Regions from separate parts of the Mus musculus genome. Here region 2 is linked to region 1. A link is a contact called in public Hi-C data. All regions are on one chromosome and are shown on one strand. The core of a region is the stretch at or near the end of the contact, and the rest is flanking DNA. Distances in the headings are between cores, read along the strand shown.

Evidence for each region. A called contact is a pair of places that touch in the nucleus more often than the background predicts.
Region 2: a contact with region 1 is called in a Hi-C map of uterus, with 2.6 times the contacts expected there. The contact joins two enhancer-like sites. A contact is called at or near these places in 1 of 15 datasets of contacts at CTCF or cohesin (large pre-B cells), 23 of 484 Hi-C or Micro-C datasets (CD4 T cells, LSK cells, adipose-derived mesenchymal stem cells and 16 more) and 1 of 115 datasets of contacts at active chromatin or transcription factors (bone marrow-derived dendritic cells).

Annotation. Positions count from the first base shown.
Region 1 is chr8:115,103,255-115,108,591 of GRCm38.p6, forward strand. The region is part of intron 8 of Wwox (WW domain-containing oxidoreductase); the gene reads left to right. Among named protein-coding and RNA genes, the nearest start is that of Gm39257, 140 kb to the left of the region's middle. Within about 2 kb of position 2,702, at least 2 of the 459 cell types and tissues checked have an H3K27ac peak or open chromatin away from gene starts, as enhancers often do. A contact at or near this core is called in uterus, where this site is marked.
Region 2 is chr8:116,426,174-116,432,141 of GRCm38.p6, forward strand. No RefSeq gene overlaps it. Among named protein-coding and RNA genes, the nearest start is that of Dynlrb2, 76 kb to the right of the region's middle. Within about 2 kb of position 3,993, at least 29 of the 459 cell types and tissues checked have an H3K27ac peak or open chromatin away from gene starts, as enhancers often do. A contact at or near this core is called in uterus, where this site is marked.

The DNA of each region.
Region 1 (5,337 bases), core at 1,452-3,951:
TAAAGTTAGACGTTAAAAAGCCCAGCCACGGGAGTGCATGACGATAATTCCACTGTTCCTGTGGTGAGATGGGAGGCAGAGACAGGAGACTGCCTGGAAGTTCATGGGACAGCTGCTCTGGCATATGCAGTAGCAGACATCAAGTTGAGCCTGCTTCCAACAAGATAGAAGGGGAGGGCAGAGATTGTCTTTATACATCCTGTGGCACCCATGCACCTTTAGTCACACAAATACACACACAGGCACAGATACACACATACACACACACACACAGACACATAGATGCACACACCCAAAGACACAGTCACACAGACATGAAGAAATGCATACTTTCAGCAGACACACACACACACACACACACACACACACACACACACACACACTTTTAAAAAGTTCTTTCCTGAGTCCCTAAGGTCTCATGGTCGCTGTGGCAGAAGCAAGTAGCCTTATTTAGGCTGGGTAGTCAGCGGTGGAGCTGGGATTCCCACTTCCCATTTAGACCCTGGGACTTCAGATTTTGGGTCCTGCGATGTCATCATCTTACATAGTATGTCAGAAGCGTCCTAGATTATTAGTAAGAATGAGGGTGGCTGATTTGAGGGGGATTGTGAAAACAGGAATATGAGATGTTTCCCGTTCCCTGGAGTGTTCGTGCAAGACAGGAAGAAGTGAGTCCGCGCTGACCGCACTCTGATTTGCCCCATTAGTGTTCGGGAACTCCTTCTGCACCTGACCTCAAATCAGATCAACTGGTACCATTGGCAGGATTCACTGAGCTGCTGAGAGCTTAAGTACCAGACACAGGCACTGTGTGAGGAAGTAAGGACCCTCAAAGTCTTCATCCTGTGTCCTGTCCTTGACAGCTGTCTGGGTGGACCTGAACCACCTGATACTCCAAGTCTGAGTGTTCAGGTTGGCCAATACCAGGACTCTGAAATATTGCAAATATTGAAAGTCATTGTTGGGCCTCACCTTCCATTCATTCATAGGGAGCACCCACGACGACTGGGGAAAACAAAACAACAACCCCTCTGATTTCTTCATGATACAGCCCCTTTGAGGATGACCTTTAATTCTCCAAATTTCATTCCATCCCAGTTCGAATTAATGGCAACCTGTCTTACTTCCTATTTGCCTATTAAGGTGACCTATTTAACACTGAGGTGTAGTTATTGATTTTGAGATCTGTACACACTTTTGCTTAAAGTTCCTTGTCTTTTTAGAAAGGTCCAAGGCCATCCAATTCAACTCTGTGTGTGTGTGCGTGTATGTGTGTGTGTGTGTGTGCATGCGTGTGTGTATGTATGTATATATATACATATATATATATATATATATATGTATATATATATATATATATATTCCCAGTTATGAATATGAGTGTGTACCACAGCTTGAAGCTTTTAAAAATAACATTTTCCATCCCACTATACAAAAATATTTTTGAGGTGGTCGTCATTTTATTTGGGCCATGGTCTTTGGAGACTTGGGACAATAATATACTCCTTTCTATCTTATGCAAATATATGCAGATCTTAAAGCATTCATGCATGTATTACACACTTTATAAATCCGAGTAATAGAAATGGTTGTGTCTATAAATAGGTAGAATAAGGAGTATACATTCTGTATAAAATAACCTCTGTGGTATTTGTTTACCCTGATTTTTTTTTTTTTTGATTTATGAGTCGTCACTGCTCACTATAGAAGAAAGAAAATAAATATGCAAAAACACTGCTGGACTTTTAATGGGGTGCCTTCCTGTCTTAGCTCAGTGTTTCTCTACGGAAGCTGACCTTGAAGCTGCTTTTCAAACACAAGTCAAAATATGCAAATTCCAGAATATCTGGATGAGAATCCTGTGTTGAGAGTTTTTCAAATTCACATTTTTTTGCATCATTTTTATCTCATAGGCTGTCTTTCACCTGCTCGAAATCCATCTCCACCTGACTGGGAGGAATGTGGGGGTTCTTCCAGTGTGCCAATCCTCTCAGTGAGATTTTTTTTCCTTTGCTAAATAACCCACGACTTCTAGAATCAACAGTATTCCCTAGTGCAGGGTACCCCCATTCAAACTCTTTTTTCTCAAGTCACGGTTTTCTAATTAGTATGTAAAATCATAGGGTTCAATGTGGCTTCTTCATTCATCCTTAATTTTGGATCACCCCCACCCCATGCACTCTCCCCCCTGCCTCAGTTCCCACGCTCATCCCCGTTCATGCCCGCATATCCCCTCCCTCCCTGTTTTCAGATCACAGACGTTCTTCCTCTGTCTTGCACTCAGAGCCTCTTCTCCCCACCCTACGTTCCCTTTCTTTCTTCTAAGTTTGTACACACATTCCAAGTTCAACAGAGGAAGCTAAAATGATTCGGTGGGGGCTGGGAGAACATGGTTGCTCATCATTCTGGCCCTGGACCACCTCGCTCAGTATAATGTACTCCACTTCCATCTGTTTTCCTGCAAATCCATAACTTTATTTTTCTTTGCCTCTGAGTAAAGTTCTGTTGTGTTAAAGTATCCCATAGCCAGTGTCCATCCATCAGGTGACGGCATCTAGGGTGATTCTTTAAAAAAAAAAAAGTACTTTTTAATGATCATAAAATATTTCTTGCCCGGTGGCCTTAAGTTCTTTCCTTTTCACTGTGCACGCCAGCTAGGGTCTGTGCGTCATTGTACTCTGCCTTTTGTCTCATCCCTCAGAGTCTTTGGTGAGGAGCGGCTCTCCTCTAGTAAGTCACATGGTACAGGCATTTGTAGTCTGTCTTCATGTTGGTACTGTCCATTTCACTGGATCCCAGAGAAACCACTTTCTGTCCCCTGCTCGTATTTCATCAGAGTCTCACGGAGTCTCCGTGACATGGGGGCATATATATCACCGTCGTCTTCTTATGACCAGGAAGACTCACAACCATGAATTTCACTGAAGTTTATGATTGGTCCCTGACTGCTTCTGCCATCACATTTGGCAGAGAATCCTCTTCTTGCAGTTACACGAACAAACAGATATCCTGAACCGTTGCACGAATGAATAGGAAATATACCGGTTCCCAAGGACAAATCTCTCATGTGCTAGAGAGCGACTCCGGGGCAAAATGTTTTGTTGTGCTGTTGCTGGAGGATTGGGGCCATGCTGTAATTAATGCTACCTGTAGCAAAAGGACCTCAAAGATGTTGGGAGTGTTGATTATGTCTTCATTTTGTTTGTTCAAGTTTCCCTGCTTTGGAAACTCTGTGACCATTGCCACATAAAGCTCTGGAGATAGAGCATTAACGGCTGTTCCATGTAAGGGCATTGTAACTTCTCCAAACACAGTCCCTCCTCCTCCTCCTCCTCCTCCTCCTCCTCCTCCTCCCTCCCTCCCTCCCTCCCTCCCTCCCTCTCTCTCTCTCTCTCTCTCTCTCTCTCTCTCTCTCTCTCTCTCTGTCACTCTCTCATCAACACCAGATGAAAACATTATTGGATTCAGGAGTTCACAGGAGTCCTGGGTGTAGCTGGGGACTGGTGGAATAGATTTATGAAATGGACCATTTCAAATGGCATTATCTTCCCACAGTGAGGTACACCTTTCATAAATCATGGGCGAGTGCTCAGAAACCCAGCATTTGTTATTCCTGCGGTAGCATGTCTTTGCAACTCCCCCCTCACCACCCCCACCCCCGGGCCTTGCAGAGGAGGAGACTGGCTGGGGTTTGCCTTCCCTAGGTTTGAAAAGGCAATTAATCCCGTTACAGTGAAATTGCCGAAGAAGGAAAAATGATAACCAAACAGAAGAGTACTCCATAGCAGCCAAGGAGAGGGTTTTTGTTTTTGCTTCTTGGTTTTCTTTTTGTTTATTTAGGCCTGAATTAATTATGGCACGAACTTAATTACTTATTTTTTTTTTTGGCGAGTTTTCACCATAATCTTTGTGTTGTATTAGGATGAAGTGGATAAGCAAGGAGGGGCTGAAAAACGAGCGGCCGGGTGCTGGCTGAGCTCGCCTTTCCTCTGTCACCAAGTGGCCCCTGGAGACCTGTCCTGGAATGTACCCGTGGTTGGTCACATTGTGCATGATTGCATCTGTAACATGGGGGCCTCCTTCCTTTCCAGTAGCCAGATCTGACTGACAGGGAGAGGCACATAGGATTCTTTCTCGTGTACCCAGGACGCCATAAGTGTAGCCAATGGTAGTTGGTCTCCATAGAGCACCCAGTTCCTCACATGCTACCCCACTTGTTCCCTGCACCGCCAGCCCAGGATGAAAAACTGCCCTTTGGTAGAAATGAATGAAGGGCCTCAATCCTGCCTGATTAAGATAACGTTCCCTTCTCTGTGCTCCTTTCATGTTCTGGAGAGCAGCTGGAAGCCAATGGTCACTTTCCCCAAGTCACGACAGCAATAAAGAAGAAAAATTGGTATCTTTTCTCCACCCCCTTCTCTTACCAATCTGTCTTTGAATTAAGAATGAATTAGTAATCCGCATACCAAAATATATCCCATTAGACACTTGAGGAAAAAAATGTTACTATTTATTTATTTTGAGACAGGGACTCACTCTATACTCCAATCCAGCCACAAAGAGAGCTATCCCTCTGCCTCCGCTTTATAGCTCTGGGATTGCAGGCGTGAGCACCGTGTCAAGCTAAAAAGTTAAATTTTAAAAGCAGTTCCATCTCAGGCAGTTGGAAGCATCTTTTATTTCTCCCCTTGCATAAGTAACCTGAGAAAATGGCGAAGAGAATGCTTACTCGACCTCAGATTCCATGACCTGAACTCAGTGGTCACTTTAAGGGTTTCCATTTTAATGGAAAACCCCCTCATTGAGATTTGTGGAGGTGTCCCTGTGCAGGCAGAGAAGCTCTAGAAAGTGAGAGGTCTATTCACACACTTCAGTTCTCGCCACTTGCCTGGAAGGGATGAATTCCAAAGCCTGTGGCTGAGGTCCCAGGTCAAGAACAGCCCTTAGAAGATGGTCTTTGTTGTCTTTTTTTCCCCCCTGCCTATCTACCCACTCCTCTTACCCAGGCATAGGAGATGTCCATTTGCAAGCATATATTAGCATACTCTTTTGGGTTCACGTCAGAGCAGCTTCAATGTGGAGCCTGCCCGTCGTTCCCTTAGTCCTTTTAATTCTGTCTCCAATTTGGTAAGATGAAGACAGTGAGGGCAACTCCTCAAAATTGCTAGGGAAGGTCAGCCACTTGTGGCCGGGTCGGGGGGGGGGGTTCACATTACCGTTTGTCTCTGATTAATTTTGTTGCAGCCAAAGCAAGTTTGGTAACTACCTATATAACCTCGAAGTCGATGGGCTGAACTGGATGGTTCTCACCCTAAGACACAGAGGGGGGAACTTCCT
Region 2 (5,968 bases), core at 2,743-5,242, 1.3 Mb after region 1:
GCCAGTCTTAGCTCAAGTCCTGCCTGTTCATTAAAAGTTAAATACACTATATCAAACTGAACCACCCTCCACTTCTGATCTCCTTATCTTTTTTCATACCAGTCATTACTCATTTGCTCATTTGATGCATCAGTTACTGTCTCCTCTATAGCATGTAGGCCATATGAGAGTGATGGTATTTAATAAAGAATATATGCTGAGCAATTAGAATGGTTCCCAATGCATAGTAGTTGCTTAGTGAATAGGTATGAAGTAGTGCATCAGATGGTCCCATTTTGCAAAACTCTCTCTGGAAGGGAGTCCAAATAGACCCAGTAGCTAGCGCATAGAATGAGTTTATCAAACAGGTGAGGCTGCTCAGATGAAAATGATGAAAGCCCAAGGCAGTGATGGTCCAAAATGATGGTGCAGCTACACGTGGGGTTGGGGTTAAGCAGTGAAACACACACACACACACACACACACACACACACACACACACACACACTGCATAACGGTTTGTAAATGAAATTGGTAGCTCTAGGGATCAGGGCTGAGAGGGTAAAATGCAGATGGTTGGAGTAGAGGAAACATGCTCAGAAGGTTAGCAAAATAGTGGGTGTGAATGGTAAAGGTTATGGCCAGACAGGGCCATTTCAACCTATTTTAAAACACTAACAAATGAAAACAGAACTAACTTATAGAACTGCTTAATAAATAGACACAGGAAAATCCTAAAGCTATTTTGAGTTGTTGGTAAAAGGGCATAGAGTTAGAATGGAGTATTTTCAGCATGTAAAGTGCAAATAGCTAGAGTCATATGAAAGTAAAACTTGATATGAATGATGGGAAGATCTGCTGGTAATAAATAAATAAATAAATAAATAAAATAGTGTGTTTACATTCTGTCATAGGAAAGACTTAGAATTTAACAATGTTTTTCAGAAAGCAGTAGTCATGAGTATAAGCATAAGGAAATATATTATTTTACCTGTCAAATAAAAAGTTAATTAAAAAAATATATGTCTTCCCCCAAAATATCAACTTCAAGGAGTGTACAGAGACACATGCACTCAATACCAAGGCACACTAGAGCTCACACAATGCCTTTGAAAATAAAATTATAAAGTTAATCAGGATGTTAAAACATCCCCGTGTTTCTGGCCAGCAGTACTACTTCTAGAAGTAAATGCCAAGAAAAATTCATAAATGTGGACAGAGATTTATAGGAAAGATTCAGTATGAGGGAAACCAAAATCCCTGAAAAATACTCTAATGATTCCATAGAGCACAGCATCTCCACACAGCAGAATGGCAGATAGCCATCGGCAATCCCATTTCTAGAGGATGCTGATGCCATGGGAACTGCTATGCTGTGAGGAGGTCACATGAAGGTCAAAGCGAGAGGGGACAGCGCCATGAGGGCATACCTCTCAAGCACAATTGCTTAAACTTGCCACACTATGTTTTATTTCATGCCTACCAGGGCTGTCAAACCATTCAATGAGAGGTCTGGAGTTAAAAGTATAGGATGCTCTTGCTAAGGACCTGAGCTCAGTTCCCAGCGCCCCATGTTACGTGGCTCAACGATCACATGTTATTCCAACTCCAGGGGACAGGATCCCTTCTTGAGTCACTCTACCATTGAACCACACATTCAATCCTTAGAATGTTTCAAACCCTAAATTCTTTGACATGTAAGTCTGTAGTCACGAGCCATTAGGTATAAGAAAACAGTTGCTAGGGTATATATGAGTAACCCATCTAAAACAACATGACTCTAACTTATTATTCTCCTCTATATGAAAATATCAATGATATTTGCTTGCCTTTTAAATTCAATGAATACTGTTATTTTAAAGATTTATTTACATATGTGCATGTGCTACCTGTGTGCCCCAAGTGAGCCATATGTATGCCACATGTATGCCAGGTACCTATGGAGGCTCGAAGATTTGGACTTTGATGAAACTGTCACTTGGGTCTGTTATCAGAGATCTATCTAAGGTAAGATGTTGGTTCCTGTCAGGAAAAGTCTCCCAAGTTCACCCAAGTTTTGTTTCCTATCCCTTCCCTCCCCGTCCTGTTTGCTGTACAGCAGGCCACGGCTGAGAGGCAGAGCAGAGTTCTTTGGATATAAAGCATTCACATAAAACTGGCCAAGCAGAAGTTACCCCCACTGCACACTTCTCCCAACTTGCTTATCCAATGTCTCTCTGGGACCTATGAGAAGACCCACAACAGGTGTGGAGCTGAACTGGAGGATGGGTGGCACAGAAGGGGGGAGGAGAAGGGGGAGAGAGAGGGAAGAGAAGAGATGAGGAGAGGAAGAAGAGAAGAGGAAGAGGGGGACAAAAAGGAAGAAGAAGGAGGAAAAGGGGAAGGGGAAGGGGAAGGCAGAAGCATCCAGGTATGTATGGAAGCCTGAGTTTATCCAAACCAAGACAAAGGGATAGCATGAAACCTCTGGACAGCTGTTCTTGCATCTCTACATTCTGGGGTATGGTTTGGGTTATGTACGTATGATTTAGATTAAATCCAAGGCCTACCTTTAACATTCTTATGGACTCTGTGCACAGTCACGATTGCGCAAACATAAGAGCTAGCAGAAGAGGAATGTATACTCCCTTCTTCTGTGAAGAGCGTCTCAGGAGTCATTTACAGGACTGTTCCAGAAGCCTGTGACCTGACCCATAATAGACATCCAACAGATACACCCTTCCCCATGTGTCCTTGCCTGGCTGGCTCCTCAAGGTTTTGAGCATCTCCAATGTAGATAGAGTTGAGATTACAAATCTGCAAATAAGAAAGAGGAGGAGTAAGAGAAGGAGGGAAGAAGGATGAAGAGAAGGTAGTGGTAGGGGAATAAGAAAAGGAGGGAGGACATTAAAATATACAGAGCAAGCATAGTGCTGCCAAGTGTGTTTCTCACACATCCCTGACAACTACCCATGAGGAAGACATCATCAGACTCATGAAACTGTAGAGGAGCCGAGACGTCGGAAAAGGGAATCTTCACTGCTTTGGCTCCAGACACCTAAGTCACCGAAGTCTGCCTAGATTCCAATTTCCTAGTTTGCATTTTATCACCTTGCACCCAGGACCTCAAGTCTGGTCTGAACTGTCTCATCCCATAATAGTCTTTGTCACCAAAAACATCCAGAAAGAGGAAGTAAACGAGAAAGCATATGACCTTAGTCTCACTCACCCAGATTTAGACAGAGAGGAAAGCATTGCAAGAGATGACACCAGAGCTCACTGTTTCCAGGGAGGGACACACTTGAAGAGACAGAGGCTGAGACTCTACTGCAGACACTGCTGACAGCTCTCTGGGGAATGCTGAGTAACAACTCCAGTCTCTGACCCTCAATATCCTCACCTACAGACTGAGCATTTGGATGACTCCGGGACACAGAAGCCCCCATCTCCAACATATATGTCATCCTAGGCCCTACGTTCCAGATAGCAAGCTGAAATCTGGGGAACCTGTATTTTTTTCAGGCCCTCAGACACAACTCTGTCTCCTCCATGTAGCCTAAACCAGAGATAAAAGTTAAGAAACTTGACTCTATGGGCTAGAGAGGGGCTCTGTGGTTTAAAGTGGCTACTGCTCTTACAGAAGGCCCGTTTGGTTCGGTATATCCATATTGGGCAGCTCACTCCCTCCTGTAACTTCAGCTCTACTGGAGTCAGCTCCCTCTTCTGGCTTTCATGGGAACCTACGTGCATATGTACAGCGTGTGTGTGTGTGTGTGTGTGTGTGTGTGTGTGTGTGTGTACAAGAACAAATTGAAAAATTGAAAAAAAAATTTTAAATAAAAATAAAATAAGGAAACTTGAATGGAGAAGGGACAGAACGCATCCCTGATCAGCTTCAGCCAAGCGAGGATTATTCTGCAGTTTCTATTTGCCAAAGGAAAATTACATTCCACAACACCCAGAGGAGGAGGTGAAGGGAGGAAGCTGCTGCTTCCAATGAGGACTTCATTCCAGAAATCCCACATACTGGCCTCACAAGAGCCCTAGTGTGATAAAGAGATGACTATTTCGGATGAGAGGATCCAGTCCTCCGGGAGAGGTGGGAGGAGGACAAGGCCAGGGCTCACTCCCAGGGAAGTGCAGCTCAGCCCTCAATTGCGATATGGATACTGCATTTCCAGGGTAATGACTTCAACCTGGTGGAGCCAAAAACCTGTCGCCATTAAGTATGTTTTCAATTGGGAAATGGAAGCACATAGGTGCTGGCAGCAACACAGGAAAGCAAGTCTTCATTAGAGCCTGAGAGTTCACGCCCACATCTGGGCCGGGCGGTGCGGCCGCTGCCAGGCCTGGCACAAGCTTGTGCCATCTCTCAGCCTCAGAAGTCAGAATGGGAGGACACCATTTTCTCAGTAAATTTCCGGGTTTTAAAAACAACTGCCAGGACATGGGGAAATGGCTCAGTCAGTAAAGAGTTTGCTATGGAAGCATGACAAAGCAAGCTCAAGTCCCTAGAACCTCTGTATGAAATCTGGGCACAGTGGGACATGCCTGTAATTTCTGCTCTGGGGAGGTGGAGACCGAACCCAGCTGATTCAGGTAAGAAACTCTGTCTCAAAAACTAAAGGAGAGAACTACTGAGGTAGATGCTTTTCCTAGTTTCATTTCCATTGCTGTTTTCATCCTGAACAGAAAATAACACAACACAAAACAAAACAAGCAAACAAAAACAAACAAACAACAACAACAAAAAAAAAAAAACCAAAGAGGTGAAAGGGTCTTATACTTACAAACTATAATTCATTATTTTGGGAAAGTCAAAGTAAAGATGTACAAGTCAGGAGTGATCAATGAATGCATCCTTGTTTCCTTGCTCCCAGCTAGCTTTCTCCTCTGTTATAGTTTCAGAACTCACTGCCTACGGGATGGTGCCACCCACAATGGACTGTGTCTTCTACATCAATCACCAATCAGGCCATGCTTAGAAGTCAACCTAACCTAGATAATTCTTTATAAAGACTTGCTTCTCAGGTGATTCTAGAGTGTGTCAAGTTGGCAGTGAAAACCAAACCAGCACAGTACCTAACGTCAACCTCTAGCCTAAGCAAACACACACATATATGAACACACAAATGAACATATAACATGCATATATATATATATATATATATATATATGCCATAAAATCTGTTATTCCCATTTTCAACTGAACATAAGTTTTTCCTGATACCGCACATTTCTGAACACTCTACCCACAGCTCTCAACCTTCCACCTATGAGCCTAGGAAGACAGAACTGAGCACCCAAGTGAGTCTCCAACACTATTTCCTGTATATCCTTCAGGCATGGTAGCATGACATTGGACTGATCTGTCCTTTCCCCCCACCCCACCCCCAGACTCTGTCCATCCATCACTATACCTCACTCTTTTCCTCCTTCCCTGTTTTAAACACCATGGAAAGTGAACATCCCAGGTAGAACTTGATCTGTGGAGTCAGAAAACAATGGCCACAGTCTTGATCCTCATGTGGTTTCATATCTCGGCAACTTTCATTCTTGGTGAAATAGAAGAAGTGAAGACTCAATTCCCCAGTGTAGGGGAGTGCCAGGGTGGTGAGGTGGGAGTGGGTGGGTTGGTGAGGAAGCACCCTCATAGAAGCAGGGTTCTGGAGGGGAAACCAGGAAAGGTGGTAACATTTGAAATGTAAATACATAAAATATCCAATGGGAAAAAGAAAGAAAAAAATGAAAATGTATAGAAAGATCTTAATGTGTGGTTGTCAGGGATTGGTCCATTCCTTTCAGCCCTCCTTCCAGAATGTTCTTTTGGAATATGATAATTGCTGTTCAAAAGTGAGTTTCATGAAGGAAACTATGGGCAACATTTATGATGGGGTGCAGGAGCCTGAACAATCTCCCATCTCAGATGGCTTAAGGTCAAGCTCCTAAAAGACCTGATAGCCATGATAGAACTTGATGGATTCAGCTAGAAGGGAGGAGACACTTTGAC